Linked DNA regions of Anser cygnoides: region 1 is linked to region 2. Evidence: chromatin contacts called from public Hi-C data. All regions are on one chromosome and are shown on one strand. The core of a region is the stretch at or near the end of the contact, and the rest is flanking DNA. Distances in the headings are between cores, read along the strand shown.

What was found. Hi-C and Micro-C count contacts between places; a contact is called where the count stands out from the background.
Region 1: a Hi-C map of liver shows a contact between it and region 2, with 7 times the contacts expected there. The contact joins two enhancer-like sites. A contact is called at or near these places in 2 of 7 Hi-C or Micro-C datasets (both in liver).

What each region holds. Positions count from the first base shown.
Region 1 is chr7:13,895,353-13,898,839 of Taihu_goose_T2T_genome, forward strand. All of the region lies in intron 2 of SUFU (SUFU negative regulator of hedgehog signaling), which reads right to left. Among named protein-coding and RNA genes, the nearest start is that of SUFU, 20 kb to the right of the region's middle. Within about 2 kb of position 1,964, at least 1 of the 3 cell types and tissues checked has open chromatin away from gene starts, as enhancers often do. A contact at or near this core is called in liver, where this site is marked.
Region 2 is chr7:13,708,868-13,712,203 of Taihu_goose_T2T_genome, forward strand. The region is part of intron 1 of WBP1L (WW domain binding protein 1 like); the gene reads right to left. Among named protein-coding and RNA genes, the nearest start is that of CYP17A1, 23 kb to the left of the region's middle. Within about 2 kb of position 2,079, at least 1 of the 3 cell types and tissues checked has open chromatin away from gene starts, as enhancers often do. A contact at or near this core is called in liver, where this site is marked.

The sequences.
Region 1 (3,487 bases), core at 714-3,213, 190 kb after region 2:
TAGGTGTTAACTTATTTTATTTAGTTTGGTCTAATAAGGTCTACCTAGGAGAATAAAGTCATATTAGAAGCATCAGGGATGTTACAAAAAGGAACAAATAAAGGGTGCCCCATACTACTCCACTTCAACAAAACTAGTCCATAGGAATCCTGCATTTTACACATCCCCATACAGTAAAGCTCCTGTTCCAAGTCCCCAGTAGCTGAAACTGTCACATTTAATCTCTGAAAAACCTCATGAACAAATATTTAGGCTCACAAACTTGAAAGCAAGTTGGGGACACCAGTTTCCTTTCTACCACTGCCATCACATCCCTCACTCATTTGTTGTAGCTGTTGCAAGAAGGCAAACGTAAGAAAAAAAAAAAAAGGATTTATACTGAGCATAAAGACACTTGATTCTGGTTTACGAAAGCTTCCATGATTCTGCAAACTCAAATCTCCTCCTCCAGCCATTGGCAAATTCTCTGGAGAAACTTTGTGCATGTTTTGGATGCTGGTGCCCTGCTGACACACGTGAAAGATATAATGCACAAAGTGTTAACATTGAGCTTCTACTAAAAAGAGCCAAGCGGGGCTGTCAGAAAAGTGATGAGAGCACTTTCCATTTGAAAAACACAGATCGCTAGCAGTGCCGTGACCAGTTCCAAGTGCTGGGTGGACTGTTCCAACAGTAAGGAGCTTGTTTGAAGCAGACATGCTTTTCAGCAATCCTGACTAACGTAAAGTGCTAAAATTGATCAAATTTAAGCATCAGTGCAACTCCTTCCAGATTTAATGTAACTTTTATTTGAGGATTCTTCAAGGAGTTTGTGATGGACTTGCAGATAACATAAGGAAAATAGTTAAGAAATGAACCCAAGGACAAAGCCACACTACGAACAGCTCTGACCGAAAACAAGAGGACAGGTAGCGAAAGTCAGACATCTGCGATAGAAAGGTGAGCAAACAATACAGCAAACAAATACTTAACTCATTTGGTTAAAAATATAAGTGTACGTTTCCTTTTCTCTCCATGTCATCCTCAACAAAGAATTTGAGCATTATGTACTACAGAAGCAAACGCTCCATGAATGCAGCAGACAATGCATTTCATAGCGGTCAGCCGGTACGTATAAAGCCTCTTCCAGGAAACAAACGTACCTTTAAGCAACAAACCAAATAATTACACTTGGTTCTTCAACAAAGCAAGAGCTTACTGAATAACCAGAGAGCCCGTGATCACAGAGTGGAGTTTGGATGTGCAGTGAGACCCGTCTTCTGCGATCATGCATGCGGGTCTACCAAAAAGATTGGTACAGGATGGCGGTAGGCTCATAAATTCAAAGCTGTACTTTGGACATTCGGCACCCCTGTAGTGTTTTATTAGTTTCACGTATCAGTTAGCAAAGGAAAAACAGAAGTATTTCTTAGAGGGAGAAACAAAAATGCTTCAAAGTGGGTAGTTTTCAAGGACTGATTCCAGGAAAAAGCATTCACCAGAAACTGAGACGCATTACGAACGGGTCAATTTTAAAAAGGATCAAAGTTAACAAGAAGCCTTCAAGCTGAGCTTACACAGTTAAAATTTTTGGAAAGTAAGATGGCTCCCTATTGAATTTCCTCCTTTCAAGGCAGGTTCTGAAGCAACACTTATTTTTAATATGCATTAAGCTAGAGTTTAGGTTGTGGGTTGTATCTTTTTTTTTTTTTTTAACTGAACTTCACAGATCTCCATGCTTCAGGGGATAAACAGAAATAACTGTTTAACAGAAGACCACACGTGCTTTCTATTGATCCGTAAGCAGGTTACCGAGTAACAGAAGTGTTCAGGTGGGTTTCCAACAAATTTAAAGCAAGATGAGCAGTTAGAAGAACAACGCTGGCCTGCAACACGCCAGTGGTTGCAAAGTGGTAAAAACTGACAGGCAATGTTACTCACGTTATTTTTTTTGTACGGTAATAAAGGAACTTCTCAGAGAATTGATAGAAAATATATAGAATAAAAGATAAATAAAGGAATAAAGCAAGTTACTTCCCTTCTAAGATGTTAAAAAAATCTCTAGAGTACCAGAAAATGCATAACCACCAAAAAACACTCAAAAATACAATAGCGTGCAATGCTTATAATTCTCAACTTTTTAAGGTAGCAGTGAATTTTCAGAAAAATCCTATTTTGTAAGATTTAAATATTTAAAGATTATATTTAAGATGTTTTAGAATAGTTAATGGACACAGATTGCTGAAAAGACGCTGCTTTGTGAGAGCAAAACTTTAAATACATGCAATTCACCTGTACTGTACAGCTGTTCAAAGGTTTCGGCTGATAAGGTCTTTGATCTGAGCTCACTTAATTTTAGATTGGTTGTTTGTTTTTGAAGAAATTGCGACACATGACTTTAAAAGCTTGACGGTTTACCAAAACATTTGTTTAATTCAGACAGGTCTTCCACAGAAGGAAAGAATTATTAATCTTCAGAATGTAATTAGGATAGCCATTTTCAGTCAGCATTTTTGCCAAAGCTTTTGCTTTTGTTCTTCCAAGAAAGTCTTGTATTTGAAAATAAGTCAAAAGTAGTTTCAACAGCTGCCATAAAATTTCTCTCAATGAACAACCGCCCATAAATCCTTCAATCCCGGGATCCAGCTACACGATGTATGAAGTGAATTTTATGCTCAACCACTGACTCTCAGGTTGCCTTTCCTCACAGACGCTCATTTCAATCAGCAAGTGGCCAGGAATAAATCCTGAAATCACTAGAAGTTGAGACAAGACTATGGCAGGAATTCAGAATCGTGGATTTTCTACCAGCCTCAGGTCTCAGTTTGCCCCATAAGAAGCTCAAGGCTGCTAGACACGTCAACTGCTCCTCCATGTAGGAGCGGAAGACCAAGTAAATGGTTTTGATCCCACACAAAGGTAAAGAGACTATTCTTTGTATCTGGGCAGTGAGCAGCCACTCATTCCCCCCAAACCACCTGTTTTCATTTTGGTTCAAACCTTACCAACAATACAAAAGATGCACTTATCCCAGAGAAGCAGCCCACCCACAATCGGGGAATTAATCATGAGCGACTCCCCAAAAATGAGTTAATGAATAGTAAGACGTTCCATAACACGGGATTCCCAGGGCAGCCTCCTCCTCGCACGGCATGTCGCTGCCGTTTGCAGGGTGTCTCAGTGACACGCAGGCTGCTAAGGAACCAGCCAAAAGGGTATCACGCCTTGCAGAGCACCTTCACACCTTCAAACTCCTTCCTCCAGGCTCCCACGTTTCGAAAAGCTTCCGGGAAAATCAATCACTGGAGCATCCTCAAGCTGGCCTCCATCAACCAACAAGCTACAAAGAATAACGTTCCGAAAGGTACAGACTTGAATAAGCCTCATAGCCACAGAAAACAGGGTGGAGAGCGGTGAGGATAACCCAAAAAGCAATTCTGCCTCCTCCTACCTGATGTGCATGGTGGCTTTGAACACACAGTCCTGCAAATCAAGCACTCTCCAGGAG
Region 2 (3,336 bases), core at 829-3,328:
TTAGCACCTAGACAGCGCTGCTTTCTTATCATCCCTTTCCTTTTCCATTAAAAGTTATCATGTTTTGGGAGCCAGGCATTCTCTTAAAGACGAGATATCATTTGTTTCACATTTTACACAATATCACTGCATTATTGGGGCTGCACGCCAAGTGAAAAAAATGCATTCATAAACAGAACATTATAACTTGAGAAAAGACTGCTTGGATTCATTTAGATCTCAGTGATAATTACAGTATGTTCCTGCAAGATTCCAATCTAAAATGATTCCTTCATAATTAGCCATGTGCTTTATATAAGATCAGCATTCCTGTAAAACTTCTTCCTGGAACAGTGAAGTAGTCCAGGAGCAGAGCCAAATCAGCTGTACTGTATCACCCAGCAGGTCCTCGGGACACTTAAGATGGAAAAGGCGGCTGGTGTGAAGTCTCAGTCCCCCCCAGGAGTCCATGGTTTCCTGCTAGTCTGAAAACATGGGTGGGACAACGTACAGAACATGAGAAAACAGAAGTCTTTTACAGGCTGTGGTGTGTACGTCTCTAAGAGGTGTTGGGGCAACCTGGAAGTTAGAAGGCAGTGCACCAGCTCTTAGAAAACAAACAGACCTTAATAAAAGACACTGATGATGCAAGCAAACCTGTAACAAAGTCTAAAATTATCACTTTCTTTCACTTAAAATTTCTTATTAATAATGCAAAGAAAGCATGGGAAAGTTTATACTAAAGATGTGTTGAAATAAATCATTTAAGTACCATCTTTCAAATAAAAGAGAAAAAAAAACAACCAGCTAGGATGAGCAGCAAACCCAAGGAGCAGGCTCTAGGACTGTGCATCTGTGGGTCCCAACGCCTGCTGAACTGCACTGTTTCTGTATTGTAAGTGCAACACAGCCCCACTTCGCATAAACCTCTACAACAGTCACCACATGTGCAAAACATGAAGTCCCATTCAAACTATGGATCAGCCCACTGAACAAGTGGTGAAAGGCAGCAGTTTCAGTGCAGAAGAGTCCCACACTAAGTTCAGGCAAAATTAATCTACAAAGATGAGCCAGAAGTGCAGGTTGAGTCTAAAACCAGAATTTGTTCAAATTTCATAACCAAAACGACTACAGCTTTGTGACGTCTGTGACAAAAATGACTTTTGGAAAGGCTTTGATATTGTGTGGACACAGTTTAGCAAACATGACTCTGCCTAAGATAAACCACTTCCCCTTCTGCTACAGGCACCACGAGGTTCCCAAAAGCCTCTAAAGATCATCAATGGGCTACCCTACAACTCACCGCAGACACACCAAGGTGGTACCTGCTTCCCATTTCCAGGAGAACACCACTTTGCTGGACAAAACGGCCAAATTGCTTTGCTGTACGTAGCTAAAGCAAACATTTCATATTCTCATCTTAAAACACCGCACATCAACAGAAGAAACAACATTTTCCTATAGACTAAGGAGCAGTTTTCCATCTGTAATTACAGTGTCTGATAGCAACTTTTAGCAGACGCTGCTGAGCTAGCACAGCATTTTCTGCTTCAGGAACACTGCTCATTCCAAAAACTGTAATTTGCATCAGGAAAAGAGCTAGAAACAGGACACATCTCTTCTCTCATCTGTTCTTATTAGTTTATTTACACTTTTCCTCACTTTTGTTGGCTTTGCAGAGTTAAAGCAACTGATGAACAGGATAGATTTTGGCTCTCACATCAACAGAATTGAGAAATTAAGATCCCATTGCAAAATTGCAATCCTGTTGATAACGCACAAGCCAAAAAGTCACCAGCTGAGGTCTGCGGTTGTGACATAAGAAGATCAATGTGACATCTTGAACTAGCAAACGAGTCACGTGGAGCTGGTGAAAGAACAGAGTCCCACAGTGCCATTTCAGGATCTCCTCCGCATCACAACACTGATCTGTCCTTGACCACCTGTGTTTATTCCTCCCCAAAATTTGTTCCATTCAGCATTGCCTGCTCCAAAAGGAAAGCAACAAGGAACACATTGGTCTTTTGGCAGCAGCAACCTATATCAGCTTCAACATTGCTATATTCTTCCTGCTTCAGAGCCTGCAGCAGTCCTGGTTTCATATGCTCTCCTCTGCTTTTGGAGATCCAGTCTCAAGCAACATCCTGTTTTCCCATCTGAATTAAAATTCAAGACTGTGGTAAACGCACTGTCTGGAGCTTCTCTAACACGCAAGCACCTGTACCTTTGAACAGGCTCGCAGTGTGCTCTCAGCACATGCAGTTCAGAAAGCCCAAGTTGTCAAAGCCCTGGTGGTGCAGGGCCACCAGCTTTGCTCCTCAAATCCCAGGCAGGATGCAGGACTGGATGCCCTGTGCCAAGCGTAGCAGTTGGGATGGGAAGCTCCTCTCGGTGCAGCCCTCTGCCAGCCTGTCCACCAACAGGTTCTGGGAATGTGGAGCCGTCAGACCCTGTTCCACGTGTCAGACCCGGAGCTGTCACCCTTGTTTCCAAATAGTTTCACAGAATCAAGGAATAATTTAGTTTGGAAAAAATCCCAGCAGATCATGTGGTCCAAGCCCTGGCTCAGAGCACAGCTACCTCCAATGTGAGGTTACTCAGCTCAGCACGGCGAAAAAGATAAAAGGTAAAGGCACCCAAACGTCAGGAAAAGCCTACCAGACAAAAATTCCAACACGAGGAGAGCACCGCTTTGGGTTGCATTACAAGTGTCTCCTTCCCTCTTCCCCTCTGAGGTCAAGAGCCATTTCTGCAAAAAACGGAGCCACTGTACATTTTTGTCCACTGTTTCACAAGCCAAGGAAGAGGTTATGCACGCCCAGGCCATGATACAGGATGCACCATTTTTTGTTAGGAAATTTCTACTTTCTGCCGAGCACTTTGATTAGGCTTCAATTTCTAATTAAATCCTATCCTGCATACTTCTTATCAGTGTAAGATTATTTTTACTTCCTTCTTCCATTCATTCTTTGCATCATATGCTGCCAAACTAACTACTTAAGACATATCAGCAGTGTACTTATCTACAGTCTAAATGTCTCCTGGAAACAATATCACAAAGGTTTGTGCTTCCTCTTTCACACCAACAGCCACAGACAAGGCACAAGATTGAAACAGTAGTATTATAGATAAGAAATATATATATGGGAAAGAAAAATAGAAGCAAAGTTGGAACATTCGCATTTTATTGACCTGCCTTCATCTCTAGTTCCCATCTAACAGCACTTTTAATGATCATTTTAAGTCACTCTTAGCAGCACGGAGTTTGTATTGAAGTACCACAAAGAGGTTTTGTTGTTGTTGTTTTTTTAGGGTAATCTTAGGAAAACAACAGAGGGGGAGGGTTTCTTCCCGAAA